2 separate regions of the Rattus norvegicus genome follow, and region 2 is linked to region 1. A link is a contact called in public Hi-C data. All regions are on one chromosome and are shown on one strand. Each heading gives the region's core, a stretch centred on a gene start, on an enhancer-like site or on the middle of the called end of the contact. The rest is flanking DNA. Distances are from core to core; before and after follow the strand shown.

Region 1 (7,451 bases), core at 3,649-6,148:
CATAGTCATGTACTTAAAAAATCAAACCATAAAAATCTCTCAAAGATAAGCCCTTACTAAAAAACTAAAAGAGAGGATTCTAGGCTTAGATGCAAATGAAATCTCAGAGGAAACAAATAAGGAATCTGGCCCATCAGAACACAGGCTAGAGGAGCAGTTAACTGCTTATCACACAAGCATGAAGACACAGCTTGAATCCCTAGCAGCTGAATAAAAAAAGCAGGGTGCAGCAGTATGCTTCTGTAATCTCAGCTCTGGAGAGGATCCCTAGGGCTCACTGACAGCCAGTCTAGCTCAACTCACGAGTTCCATGTTCTCCCCAAATAAGGTGGAGAGTAACAGACACTCATGTCTATTCCCAACCTCCACACACACACGTACATGCACACCCACATGCACATACAAATTTAAAACTTTAGGGGAACTTGATTAACGAATATTAAACCGATGCTAGTACTCATGTTCAAGCCTGTATGAGATCCTATCACTTAAAACACCCAATTGTAAATAAGCAAAAAGTTATCTGTGGGACCTTCATCCAGGGAGTTTATAGAGTAAGATGGTGTTCTGGTTTTTTGTTTTATTTTAGAAACACGGGCTTATTTATTGAAGGCTATTGGATCCAATCGTTAAGACTCTGACCTAATCAATCTATTAATCCCTGAGGATTATTAATCTAGTAGCATTACTGAGAAGTAGGAGCTCATTGGAGAAAACAGGTTACTGGGGTGTGATCTGGAGAGATCCCATGTCCCTGGTCCTTTCCTGTCTCTGCTTCCCGGGCGCCATGAGGTGAGCGCCTCCACTCTTGAGTAATTCATGTGCGTCTCAGCATAATGTTCTGCCTTACCACAGCCCCAAAGCAAGAGAGTCATCTAATCGTACACTAAACCCTCTGAAACCAGGAGCGTCAGTAAAGCGTCAAGAAAGCGGCCCCCAAAATCAACAGACAGAAACAGATTCACCCTGGGAGCCGCAAGGCGCTTTCCCGGCGCGGCCAGTGACGTCACCTCTGCGTCCCGCCGGCGTGGTGTGTGGGTCTTCCGGTCGGGAGGCGGCGGCGGGAGGGGCGGAGTGACGTCACGAGAGCCGCGCGCCGGAAGCGGGCCGTGCTGCACGGAAGCCGCGGGGGCGGGGCGCGGAGGCGATGGGGGGCGGCGGCGGCCGGCGATGAGCGGCGGGCGCGCGTGAGGAGCCGGCGGGCGAGGCTGGGGGGCCCCGGAGCGCGAGCCGCAGGGCGGAGGGCGGGGGCGCGAGCGCAGCGGGCGGCGGCGAGGCGGCGGCCGAGAAGATGGCGGACGGCGACAGCGGCAGCGAGCGCGGTGGCGGCGGCGGCGGGCCCGGCAGCTTCCAGCCCGCGCCCCGCGGCGGCGGAGGGCCTGGCGGCGAGCAGGAGACGCAGGAGCTGGCCTCGAAGCGGCTGGACATCCAGAACAAGCGCTTCTACCTGGACGTGAAGCAGAACGCCAAGGGCCGCTTCCTCAAGATCGCCGAGGTGGGCGCGGGCGGCTCCAAGAGCCGCCTCACGCTCTCGATGGCGGTGGCCGCCGAGTTCCGCGACTCGCTGGGCGACTTCATCGAGCACTACGCGCAGCTGGGTCCCAGCAGCCCGGAGCAGCTGGCGGCGGGCGCCGAGGAGGGCGGCGGGCCGCGCCGCGCGCTTAAGAGCGAGTTCCTGGTGCGCGAGAACCGCAAGTACTACCTGGACCTCAAGGAGAACCAGCGCGGCCGCTTCCTGCGCATCCGTCAGACGGTAAACCGCGGCGGTGGAGGCTTCGGCGGGGGACCCGGGCCCGGCGGCCTGCAGAGCGGCCAGACCATCGCGCTGCCCGCGCAGGGCCTCATCGAGTTCCGCGACGCGCTCGCCAAGCTCATCGACGACTACGGGGGCGAGGATGACGAGCTGGCCGGTGGCCCGGGAGGCGGCGCCGGCGGCCCTGGGGGCGGCCTGTACGGAGAGCTCCCGGAGGGCACCTCCATCACGGTGGACTCCAAGCGCTTCTTCTTCGACGTCGGCTGCAACAAGTACGGGGTGTTCCTGCGAGTGAGCGAGGTGAAGCCATCCTACCGCAATGCCATCACCGTGCCCTTCAAGGCCTGGGGCAAGTTTGGAGGCGCCTTCTGTCGGTATGCAGATGAAATGAAAGAAATCCAGGAGCGACAGAGGGATAAGCTTTACGAGCGACGCGGTGGGGGCAGCGGCGGTGGCGACGAGTCCGAGGGTGAGGAAGTGGATGAGGATTGAAGCGGCAGCTTCCCGTACTGGCCTCCCCCACCCCACCACCATCCCCTTGGCTAGAGAGTTCCCTTTCCTACTCGTCCCCAGTGAGCTAGTGGAGAGGGATCAGGGGAGGCCGCAGACGAAGAAAACAAAAAATAAAATAATATAGTTAAGAGAAATAACCATAAGAAAACAGTCACAGACAATTAGAGAAAAGCAGTTAAGTTCCAAGGAACTGCCAGCAACCTGCAAAGAGGACAGCAGCATCTCCTCACCTGCGCAAGAGTCTCAGCTTCTGTTGTTTAAAACCGAGGTTCGTAAATTCATCAGGAAAACATTGGAGGGGATAGATCTTCGAACGTCTGGGACCAAAACCACATCTGGGTTACCCAGACTCATCCATTGGTGATAGTTGAATTTGTGTTGTAGCTGGGTAATCTGGTCTTAGGAGCCCTCCAGGCCTCACTACTGCAGCATCTATCCCTTCACCTCCATCGGCATTTTGGATCTAGGTCTTAATGGAATCTTTGAGAAGAAAGAGGCCTTTGCAGTTACCCGGTTCTGAGGGTACAAGTTTATGAAAAGGAATGCAACTTTACACAATCATGGACAGGGCAAGAGAAGAATGCAAGAAGCCATTGGAGAATTCAAAGGTTGGATCCATTTTAAAAAATGGTTTTGCATGGAACCTGGACCAAGGCCCCTGTCTTTTCTTTGCAGAATTGTTTTCCGGGATGCAAATGAATTCAGATATCAAAGCTTGAACTAGAATCCATTTCTAAAATAGTTTAAAAGTTGGCAAAAAAAAATTTTTTTCCAAAACAAAAGCAATTTTTACAATGGGGATTGCTGAGGTAGGCACAAGAAGTCAGGCATAAAGCACAAGGTGGACTGTTTGAGTGGATTGGTTGCTGCTCACTAAAGTTCTTCCCTTGATCTCTTAAGTATGGAGGTCATTACCAAGAAATGGCTTAGCGTGAGTGAGAGCTGGATCCCAATGGCTCCACGGTAAGAGCTAGTGAATTATGGCTAATTCGGCTGTTACAGCCACTGGCTGGCTGCATTTTAAACCTTAAAACTTGACTATCTGCAAAAAGGAACTGTGGCCACAACTGAGCTTTAATGAGATACACATCCTCGCAGAGAAGTTGGAAATAACCAGAACTGAAGTCTCAGTTCACCTTCAGTTTCATCTCTGGATTTACTGAATACTGACGATCGATCCTCAGGTCCAGAATTCCAGCATCATTTATTCTTTTAAAATAAATTTTTAAGAACTTGATCCATCATATTCAGTACCTCACAATCAAAGTTGGCAAATGGTGGATGAATGATTCAAGCATTGCACCCGGTGGAAGCTGAATCCATCTGTGAATGGAACTGAAGTGAACACGAATGCTGACTCTATCCTGGAAGCATTTTTATACCATCTTGAAATTTCAACAAACTGGCATTTGCCAGTTTATCCAGCTGTCTTTCAAGAATAAAAGTTGGGGTTTTCAAGGATCGCCTCTTCTATATTTTAAATGGATTTTCAGTATAAATGATTTTTCTAATCAAGTTAATCCCACCCCATCAAAAGGTATTCCTAGAGATGTCATAGACCTAGGCAACTTTGAATTGAATGGGAGCTAATGCTCTTTCCAAAGTTTTTCAGGTATCTGTGTGACACCTTCTCAAGAACCAGGAGGCAAGTAACCCCACCTCCACAATCTTGGTATTTTTTTTTTTAACTGCATGCCTGCCCTTTATTTGAGCTGCCTTTTTAATTTATTGCATATCCTTTTTATTATCTTATTTTGGTATTCAATCTATACAATCTTTTTGTATTTATTGGGAAATAAGTAATATACAAAAAGGTCATTTTTGTGTCTGTGGCTGAGAGGGAGGGAAATATTTGTGTATATAAAATTAGGCTTTTAAAAAATAGACTGATTCAGAATATTGTTGATCTTAGACTTAAAAATGGGAGAGCCACAAACATTGGTGCCCTTACAGACTATTTCTCTACTCTCATCATCCACAGTAGAATTTTTAAACAGATTTTTTTAAAGCTTTTCTTTTAAATTTTTCTCCGTTGCAAAGAATGTTTCCTAAATTGTATGGGAGCAATAGTATTTTTTGATGTTCTAATGACATCCGTATACTTGTACTGTATTTTGTACTACAAGGCAGCTGTTTTCAATAATGTCCTGCTGTATTTACCTATGTGTTTTGAGTGTTTGTTTCTTTGCTGCGGAGAACAAATTCCTACTTTTAGTAAAGGAGCTGAGAAGCTGGCATTAGGTTTGCAGAAACTGTTTATAGTTTCAAACTCTGAGGCAGCAATGAAAATTGAGGTTGCAGCTATTGTTGACTGCTGTAACGTTTTCATTTTGGAGTCCTGTATATTCCTGTATAGACCAACTCGCTTTCTTGCTTCAGCGGTGGTTCTGTTGCTCAGCTGCAGTGAGCCAGCTCAATTTTGCAAAGGTGCAGTACCTCTCCTTTTCAAGGGGTTGGTTTTTGTTTTTTGTTTTCCTTTTTTCTTTTTATTTGGCTGAATTGCAGTAACTAGCCTTGCCTTTCTATTCTGTAGAAATGACAGGGTCTTCACAATCCTTCACCAGTGGCTACTAAGCTATAATTAGCTGAATAGAAAGAATGTGGAAGTGGTCTGAGGCATATAGAGCATATGCCAAGAACACTACCATATATGGCATCAGCTTTGGTTACCAGAGAAATTTTCTTAGTCATTAGACCATATAACAGTAATATATCATATGTAAATCTTTAGATTTCAATTTGAGAATCCTCCAAAAAAAGGAGCAAAGAATGCATAAGCTATGTGTTGGCAAAAGTAATTTATATTAAAATTTTGACCTGCCTTTGTAAGATTAAGTGGTAAATGTCATAGTGGTGGGTTTTTACGTCTTAACCAATCTCTGAGGTTTATTTCTCCTGCAGGGGATGGTTCATGGCCTCTCTTCCCGCTGTAGGAAGATAGCAGAAGGATGAGGATTAATTGTAGCATTTCACTGATCCTCGTCCCAGGGACTAGGGACAATAGAAATCTGCAAACATGGAGAGTCTGTCATAAATATTTGCTTTTTGAAGGTGTTGGTCTTTGTTGATTTCTGTCAGAAAATGGCATTATACAAATTATGGGGAGCAACCAACTTTTCTGTTCTGTTTTTGAAGTGCTACTATGAACCATTCAGAGTCGTATTTTTTTTTTTTAAAATTTGGCAGATATCCCAGCTAATGAAAATAGTCACATTCCTGAGAAGTTGGAGCTAGAACTCCAATTCAAATTATTGTTGAGATGTTTCTCAGGCTACTGTATATAGAAATAATGTTTTTAAGAAAATCAAAGAGAGGAGAAAAAAAAAACCTATGCAGAGACCCTACTACTTTGTGGTTTCTATTGTCCCTATACATCATTTCAGCAAATCTACTGGCAGTTCTTGTCAGCAAGTCCTTCAGTGCATATGCTGCACAAAACAAAACAAAAATCTGCATGGCACCAAAAACCAAACAAGCAAACCAAAAACCCAGACACCCTATGTATCTGTTGGAGGCATGTAGGTGGTACAAATGACTAGCCATGAGCACACATGGCTTCTTGTCATGTCACTTTTCATAATTATTTACTGCAAAATGATTGAGAGGCTTTTGGTGCAGGCAGCCATTAGCCTGCTTCCTTTGTTACCTCTGGATCACTTTGCAGTAAATTGCAGGTCTTTTAAAAGATTCAAGCTTCGGTTTTCTCAAAACAAAACAATTATCCTGTCTTACCTGAAAATGCAGGGTTGTGGGCAAAAGAGGCTGGTTATAATAATGCCCTCATATTGAGTGGTCTGTAAATGGCTGCACACTTCAGGCACTAGAGTTGCCGAGGATGCGTTGTTAATGTGACCTTGACTGGCTTTACAGGGGTGTAGAACAGTCTACACGGGCGACTATTTGCATCCATCTTGCTCTCGAGGTGGATGGAAATAAGAAAAGGCTGGAGTGTGTAAGTCATGCACATAAGTATTCACTGTAAATTTTATTTTCATTTTTAACCCAATTATGGTACTTTGTCCAATGCACAACTGATCTCTCAGTAGATATTCATTTGAAAATAGTGTGGCCTTGACCAGCGAGAAGGGGAAGAAGTGACTTAGCTTGTGTTAAGATGACCTGTTTGCTGAGAGTGGTCATTCTGCAGCACCCTAATGTCATGGTTTTGATTAGGGAGAGTTAATGTTTTTGACCCTGAATTGAGTTTTCTTCTATTTTTAGGAAGTATCAGAATTGCTCTGATGAGTAACAAAGTTGACTGTTTTGATGTCCAATCTCAGGTTTTAAAATAGAGTGGTATAAAAGTCCACTGTTACTAATTCTTAAGACAATTTTGATTTAGTGTGCCCTAAAAGTCACGTGCATAATAAGGCCTGCTCAGAGGGCAGGGCCTCCATCTGTTTGCTCCTTTCCATGTTGTACGCACTTCACTTGAAAAGGTGTCAAGTGACTTTGCATTGTAGATTTCCATTTTAACCCCAACATAGTTCTCAAAGATAAAGCACTTTTTGAACATGAAATACATGGGTAATGTGTGATGTGGATCATGGTTTCTCAGGCCCCTAGATAATCCACTTCTGAGTATTGTTCTATGTAAGGAGAATAGAGGTCTTCGCTAATGTTCGAGTTTGTATTCCTGAATGGAATGCACTTGCTAGTTTCCAATGGATGGGAGAGTAAACACTGCTGCATTCACAATTGATACGTTGCTTTCCCTTGAGCCTTAAGGTAACTTTTCTTTTCTGTCAACAACAGCACTGAAGTTCTAGTAAGTGAATGAGATTATCTGTTTTCAGGGTTGGTTTTAGAGTACTGTAAATTAATTAGCTGTCTTCCTAAAGAGGAACTCCCTTTAACTCCCTTCGATAGACTGAAAGTGGGTGTGGGGAGGGGGAGGGAAGAGAGGGAGGTAGTTTGTAGAAAAGAAAAAAGAAAAAAAAAAGAGCTACATTTACCTTAAAATACAGAAAAAAGTTCATGTCCTGTCCTGTTGGAAATTTCAGATGTAAGGTGGAAATGGCAAAGTATAAATTCATCTCCCCTGCTTTTAATTTAGAAAGCATAAGTTATTTTAAAATATTGGTCCCCCAGGGGTTGGGGATTTGGCTCAGTGGTAGAGTGCTTGCCTAGCAAGCGCAAGGCCCTGGGTTCGATCCCCAGCTCCGAAAAAAAAAAATATTGATCC
Region 2 (7,727 bases), core at 332-2,831, 110 kb before region 1:
TATATAAGTACACTGTAGCTGTCTTCAGATACACCAGAAGAGGGCATCAGAACTCTTTACAGATGGTTGTGAGCCACCATGTGGTTGCTGGGAATTGAACTCAGCACCTCTAGAAGAGCAGTCGGGTGCTCTTAACCACTGAGCCATCTCTCCAGCCCCCATTGATCACTTTTAACTAATAACTAGCTCAGTGGTCTTCATCTTGTTCATGTGCTCCCATAGCGACATATTAGATACAGGGGGCAAACTAAATATGCCGCCAAAGTCAGGCACGGTGGAGCATGCCTGCAAGGTCAGCACTGGGGAGACAAGAAGCAGAAGAATCACCGTGAGCTCAAGGCCTTCCTGGGCTAGCCGGTGAGCTTCAGACCAGCCTCAGACTAACACTGTCTCAAAAAAATTAAATATATTAAGTGAACATGAATTTTTAAAAAAAATAGAGGGTTAGGGATGTATGTGTATAGGGCTGATATGTATATGCCCCACCCTCACACACAGAGAGAGTCTATGGATGTATTACTATAAGTCATTTCACTTCTTTCTATTTTTGTTAACATTTTAAATTAGCTTCTTGGCCCTCGGTGGGCAGCTGCGAGGTGTGGGTACCAGCCAGTTGCCATCTGTGACGCTGTCACGGCTACCCTCTGGGCAGCAGGCCGAGACAGCCACAGGCTGCTCCATGCCACCAGCTTCAGACTGCCACCTGTCTTTCCTCCATCATTCAAAACCCTTTGGCAGACACAGGCAGATACACAGGTCCCTGGTTCACCCCCTCTCCAAGGAGAATGGACCCTGATCTCCCCACACTAGACTGCCTCAAACTCTAGCAACCCTCTGCACAGAGGAGGCACAGGTACCGGCCCCATGCAAGGAGGCGCCCAGGGCACATTACTGACCCATCCGCCTGGCTCTGGGTGGGGAAACTACACGTCAAAACCCAAACCAGCCCATGTGCCTGAATCAGGGGATGCACATATGCTCCCGCCAGCGTGAGGCCAGGCCCTGGGACACAGGGCGCATTCTCTGCTGGTGAGAGGAGAGGACTCTCAGTACTGTTTGTCATGTTTTTGGAATGTTCCTTATATGGAGGGAAATCTCTATTTTCTCTTCCTTAACAATTTATTCTAATGATTTAAGTAGAGAAACATTCCTGCAGCATGAGAAATACAGGGACCACTTCTCTAACCAGCTTAAAATACTCGCAGGAACCCACTCAGGAGCCAGTCTCCTCCCTCTCTGTCTCTGAGGGCCAAGAGCCAAAGGATCTCCTTGGTGATGCTGGACTGAGTGGCTGGGGTCTAAGCCAGAAGGAACCAGTTCAAGGACACCTACTGTCACCCACCAGTGAGAGGAGACTCAGGAGCTCCTCTTAGGTCTATTCTAGATGCTAACTGAGGTAATTCATGTCAGATACTTTGTACTAGTTTGAGTCATGTTAAATTGGCATTTTTACAGGTTAAAATAGTGACAATTTCATACTGCTCAATCTAATTCAATGCCAAGCATCGAACAGACAGGCCCACTCAACTCTGAGAAGAAAAACCAAGCACAGTGACTCGGATGCTGAACACGCGGCAAAGACGCGGCCGCAGGGTGGCGCTACCAGGAAGTGAGAAAGTTTCAGGAAGTGCTTTGGTCACTGGAGCACACCATCAAAAGAGACCATGGGCCCAACCCTCTTCCTCTTTTTGGCTTTCTGGCTGTGAGGCGGGCAGCTTTGTGCATCCCTACCTGCACCAAAAGCCTAGAAGCAACAGTCTCTTGATCACAGACTGGAACCTCAGAAGCCATGAGCCAAACAAGCCTTTCCCCATTGTGGCAGGCTGAGTGAGGTGGCTCACTAGTGTAATCCCATTACTGAGAAAGTTGGGGCAGGACTGCTGTGAGTTCGAGGCTGCCTTGGACCTCAGAGTGAATCCCAGGTCAGATGAGATTAGAGTGAGAGCTTAACTAAAGCAAGCCTTGGCACATATAAGTTAAATAATTCAAGGGGAGCTTGCTCAGACGGGACTGGTGTCTGCATGAGGGCAAGTATCTACCACATATATCTACATATGTGTGTGGATGTGACTGGGCTGAGCAGGCAAGTGCATTCGAGTCTGCGGCTTCTGTGACATATGCAACTGTGTGTGTGTGGTATGTGTGGTATGGGACACGTGAGTTGTGTAAGAGGAAATATAGTATCTAAGTGTGCTAGGCAGGCGATGAGCCATTCCTTCTACATAGACAAGGCAGAGCAGCTAAAACTCCTTCACGATCCTCCAGCTGCTGGAGTTGACCATAGCACTTCAACCAGCATTATAAGCCAGACACCCTTTCACACCGTGAAAAAGGTGAGACCATCTGACCCTTGTGCCTTGTCACCAGCCCTCCGGGGCTGGCTTTGGGATCATCCCAACCACTCACAGTGACCCAGCAAGCCTAGGCCAGTGTGCCTGTGCCAAGACAGGTAGGGCAGGTTCTCCCCTCATTTCTCACTGGCTCAAATGTTGGGGTGGACACCTAGAAGCTCGTAGAAGCTTGTACACTAGTGTGAAGGATGGCAGGCCTTGTGAGCAGCCGCAGAGGAGGGGCACAGCCAGTGGAAGGAGCACCCTGCTGTCTGAACAAGGGGGCAGCACAGGGACCAGGGGAACTGGCTTTGCTGTCTCAGCTTTGGGAACACTGGGGCTCAAAATGTAGACTGGAGGCCAGATATGACGGGGCACACCTTTAACTCCAGTGTCCAGGAGGTAGAGGTGGGGAGATCTCTGAGAGTTCTAAGACAGCCAGTGCTATAAAGAGACCCTGTCTCATTAAAAACAAACAAACAAACAAACAAAACAACAAACAGAACAAAACAAATGTGGATTGGGCTCAGAAGTCCCTGTCACAGCTTTCAGTCACCACTTTCTTTCTGGGGGTCCACTGTACCAACACAATGGAGGCAACATCAATAACGGGGAGCAGGGGTTAAGGAGTCACCAGGAGAAAGGTGTTTTTGAGACAGAGTCTCACTATGTCGTTCTGGCTGTCCTGGAACTCACTCTAAAGACCAGGCCTCGAACTCACAGAGATCCACCTATCTCTGGCCACATCTGGCCCAGGAAAAGCCTTATTAGAACACTGACCCTGAATTTTGTCTTCCTCAAGTCTCCAAAGGCCCCGAGTGTGACAGGGACCCTGGGGCAGAAGCTCATGGCAGGAAATCTAGTTTATAGACATAATAGGTGACGGCACCTAGCCTAGACCTGCAGAAGCCACCTCTACCACGTCAGGAAAACCAGGGATCCTCCTTGGGACACAGACCTCCAGGCTGCCATCCCCGCAATCCATACCTGTCTTCAGGACCACCAGGTGTGCAGCATCATCTCGGACATAGGAGACAGCAGCGATGTCGTGGATGGGCACCCTGAGGATAATGTCCTCCCCATCCCTCCAGGCCAGCTTGACATTGTAGGCGGACAGACTGAGCACAGCATCATGCTCCTGAGTCAGGTGCCCAGGGAGTTGGTGGGACCGCTGCAAAGAACCACAGGCATCAGAAACGCTGGGCCACTGTATCGAGCTCTCCTCGGGGAGCGCTGTGCTGGCTAAAGTCCACACAACTGGTTCTAAGCCAAGGAGAGGTGACAAAAAGTGCTGCTCCCCTCAGTATAGTGGTCCTTGCTCCAAGTACATGAACATGCTTGAATCATGTAGGGGACTCTTCTGGAACTACCTTTTAGATCCAGATTTTCAGTATCTAGAAATATCTTCGAACTGAGTTTGGGAAGCAGCCCAAAGCCAAGTCTAGAGAAAAGGTCCCAACTAAGAGACCTTTGTAGAAGACTTTGTAGAGCCAAGAACACCCACGGAGTGAGAGAGCCAGGTGGCCCCTCCAAGGCTGGGGTCAAAGGTGAGGGCACCACAGGCTGATGCAGGCTGTAGCAGAGCGTGTGCAGGAGGGGCGCTTACCTTTGCCTTGTCTATGAAATGCAGGATTTCCGTCCTACTGGAAGGGTTCAGGTAGCCAGGAATGGATGTTAACTGCCCTAAATACTGCAAGAGAGGAGGAAAGAGTACCGAGAGAAACAGTCAGGACTACTGTCGCTACAGAGCGCAGACCCACGCCTGTCCCCGGGCCAGCAGCCCATCCATTTTCCAAAGTTTCAGAAGAGCCCTGCATTTTTTTTTTTTTTAAATTCAAGACAGGGTTGTCCTGGAACTCACTCTGTACGTACTTACAGTACGTATCTATCTACGTGTCTGTCTGTCTGTCTGTCGTGTGGTTTGGGTGTTTGTTTTTACTTGCAGGTATGTCTGTGTTTGCCAGGGTCCTCTGGAAGAGCACTGGTACTTTTAACCACTGAGCCATCTCCAGCCCCTAGGCTTACTGAAGTCCCGGCAGCTGTACATGATCTTCCCACATTTCCTACTGCTCTGTGTTCACGACTGGCACCAGAAATCTCAAGTCACAAAGATATCTCAAGACTAGCTTCGGTAGCATAGGGACCTAGATGGCAGATGTCTCCTGCTTACTGTTGGGGCACTGAGTTTAGCCCCACTAAAAGAGAAAAAACACAAAACCCAGCTCAGTCAACGAATGCACACAAGTGGAAAAGCGAAGTGCCATAGCTTGAATGCACACCCAGAATTCACGTCTGACACTTAACCCTTAAGTCAGAGCACTGAAAGGTGGGTTGGGGCGGGCAGGGGGCGTTAGGCCACAGAGGCTCTGCCCTAGAAATGAAGGGATGGCACACTAGCAGAGGCAGGACCTTGTTTCATCTTTTTAGTTTGCATGTGTGTCTGCATGCCACCTGTGTGCCTGGTGCCCACGGAGGCAGAAGGCACAGGATCCCTGGAACTAGAATTACACACTGCATGTGAGGTACCACATGGGGGGTGGGAATAAAACCAGGATCCTCTGAGAGAGGAGCTGCTCTCTGCTCCTAGCCACCGAGTTGTGTCTACAGCCTCTCAGGTCCCCCTCTCTCCCGCCCCCTGCACTTACAGATGGTTGTAAGCCACCACATGGGTCCTGCGAAGGGAATTCAGGTCCCATGAACTATATTTTTAGTTTTTAATTTTATAATTACTATATGTGAGTATGGTGCATGCACACGCATGTGTGTGTATGTGTCTATGATACATGTGTGTACGAATAATGTGAATAAATGTTTTGACTGCATACCTATGCACCACATGCATGCTTGATACCCATGGGGACCAAAAGAGGGCATTGAATTTCCTGGGACTAAAGCTTTAGACAGTTGTGAGCCACCATGTAGGTGCTGGCAATCAAACCCAGGTCATCTGGAAAAGCAGCAACTACTAAAGATCTCTCCCACCCCTTCTATTTTTCTTGACAGGATCTTGCTATATTCTGGTTAGCCTCAACTCACTCACTATACAATGCAGGCTGGCCTTAAACTCCCAGCACCCACAAGGCCGCTCACTACCGTTTCCGGGACATCCAATGCTGCCTTCTGGCTTCTTCAGGCACCAGGTGACACACATGTGGTGCACACACACATTTACAGGAACTCACATATACACAATATAAAAAATACAGGAAATGGGGCTGGGGATTTAGCTCAGTGGTAGAGCGCTTACCTAGGAAGCGCAAGGCCCTGGGTTCGGTCCCCAGCTCCAAAAAAAAAGAAAAAAAAATACAGGAAATAACCTGATCAGAATCTGTGCTCTACATGAAGTAATATGTAAATAAAGATAAAATCAAATCTTCTATTTTCTATTTTAACTGCCCTAAAAGCAGCTGATTGAAAATAAAACCAGCAATAGTCACTGGGTGAGGGTAGCATAAGAGTGAGTAAAACAGAAAAAACAAAAGTTACTTGGATGTGGGATGGATTGAGCATCCTGAGTATCAGCATGATGATGCCTGTGGTAGTTTGAAGAGCTACATAAACTCGCGTGTCTGAATGCTTGGTCCATAGGGAGTGGCACTATTAGGTGTGGTGGGGGGGATGCCTTTGAGGTCTCCTATGCTCAAGCTCCACCCAGAGTGGAGTTCCAGTCTCCTCCTGGCTGCCTTTGGATAAAGATGTACAGCTCCCGGCTCCTCCTCCAGCACCATGTCGGTCTGCACGCTGCCGAGCTTCCCACCATGATGATAATGATAATCCAGCCCCCAACTGAATGTTTTCATTCGTAAGAGTTGCTGTGGTCATGGTGTCTCTTCACAGCAATAAAATCTGAACTAAGGCAATGCTCAAAAGTCTCAAACTGTGCAGTGTTTGGGCTGCCAGGGATGCTCAACTGTGCCATAAGCATACAAATGTGCCAGTGCCAGAAAAACTCCAGGATCTGAAACACCGTCAGTGCTGACCTGGTAAGGGTTGCAGTCTTCAGTAGTAAAACAGCCACAACCACACATGAAACAGGACTACACTGTCTGAAACTGGAGAAAGGTTCGCTGTAAATGCTTTCTGCAAATCCCAAGGCATTAAATTAAATTAAACTTGTGTGTGTGTGTGTGTGTGTGTGTGTGTGTGTGAGAGAGAGAGAGAGAGAGAGAGAGAGAGAGAGAGAGAGAGAGAAATATAACTGTACAAAGTGCTCAAATAAAACCAGAGAAAGCAGAAAAGAGAAGGAGAAAAAGAAAACAAACCCAGGGAAGGCCAAAGGCTAACTATACTAAGTGTTAACCTAGCTACATTAGTACTTACTGGCATACGAGTGGCCTAAATATACCAATTCATAGAGAGACTGGGTACTGGGGACATAGCATATGTGAGGCCCTAGTTTTAATCCCATTAAAAGCACACACTCACGAGGATGGGGAGATAGCCTATCGGGTAAAAACACTTGCTATGCAAACACAAGGACCTCGGTTCAAATCCCCAGAGTCAATGTAACAAGCTGGGCACAGTCCCATAGGTGCCTGTAACCCTAGTACTGTGGGTGGTTGAGACAGGAGGATCGCCAGACTTGCTGGCTGCCTGCCTAGTTCAGTAAGAAACCCTGTCTCAAGGGAATATAGTAGAAAGTGACAAAGCAGGACACCTGATGCTCTTTTCTCTGGCCTTTGTGAAACTATAGGCTTATATACACACACTTAAGGAAAAAAGGACAGATACTGTCAGACTGACTTTACTTATTTTATTATATTGGAATTGTTTGTTTTGAGACAGGGTCTCTCTGTTACCCTGGCTGTCCTGGAACAGGCTGGCCTCTAACACAGTTCCTCCTTTCTCTGTCTCCCCGGTGCGGAGATTATAGGCGAGAACCACCCAGACCAGATTAGATTTTAAAATAAGGCAAAATCTAGCTATGTTTTCTACAAGAAAACCACGTTCCTTATGAAGATGCACATAGATTGAGAGGAAGCAGAAACGTTCTCTTGAGGTGGTGCTCAATGAGAGAAAACCAATGCAGTTTAACAGCGAAGATAAAGGCTTCAGATAAGGAAAGTGGAGGGAGCCAGGCCATGCTCAAGCACACATACCTTTGATCCCAGCATTGGAGGTGGGGGGTGGGAGGTGGGAGGTGGGAGGTGGGAGGTGGGGGATGGGACGAATCTCTGTGAGTCGGAGTCCAGCCTGGTCTACAGAGCAAGTTCCAGGACAGCCAGGGCTACACATGGGGGAACCCTGCCCCCATCCCCCCCAAAAAGGGAAAGAAAGGGTAGAGAGACTAGAAGGTTAGCTCAGTGGTAGAGCACTTGCTTGGTGTGTACCATGGACTGAATCCCAGCACCATGGGGGAAATCAGAGATAAAAGAGGCAGACGCACTGATTAAGGAG

Evidence for each region. A called contact is a pair of places that touch in the nucleus more often than the background predicts.
Region 2: a contact with region 1 is called in a Hi-C map of the A7r5 cell line, with 3 times the contacts expected there. The contact joins two enhancer-like sites. A contact is called at or near these places in 7 of 12 Hi-C or Micro-C datasets (the A7r5 cell line, the Rat2 cell line, Schwann cells and 4 more).

Annotation. Positions count from the first base shown.
Region 1 is chr14:85,552,593-85,560,043 of GRCr8, reverse strand. Purb (purine rich element binding protein B) reads left to right here and starts at 1,265. Exons shown (of 1, transcript NM_001017503.2): 1 at 1,265-3,748. The coding sequence starts at 1,292. The coding sequence ends at 2,245. Within about 2 kb of position 4,898, at least 6 of the 93 cell types and tissues checked have an H3K27ac peak or open chromatin away from gene starts, as enhancers often do. A contact at or near this core is called in the A7r5 cell line, where this site is marked.
Region 2 is chr14:85,660,950-85,668,676 of GRCr8, reverse strand. It overlaps Ccm2 (CCM2 scaffold protein), which reads right to left. Exons shown (of 10, transcript NM_001126275.1): 3 at 3,937-4,020; 4 at 3,318-3,501. Among named protein-coding and RNA genes, the nearest start is that of Nacad, 23 kb to the left of the region's middle. Within about 2 kb of position 1,581, at least 20 of the 93 cell types and tissues checked have an H3K27ac peak or open chromatin away from gene starts, as enhancers often do. A contact at or near this core is called in the A7r5 cell line, where this site is marked.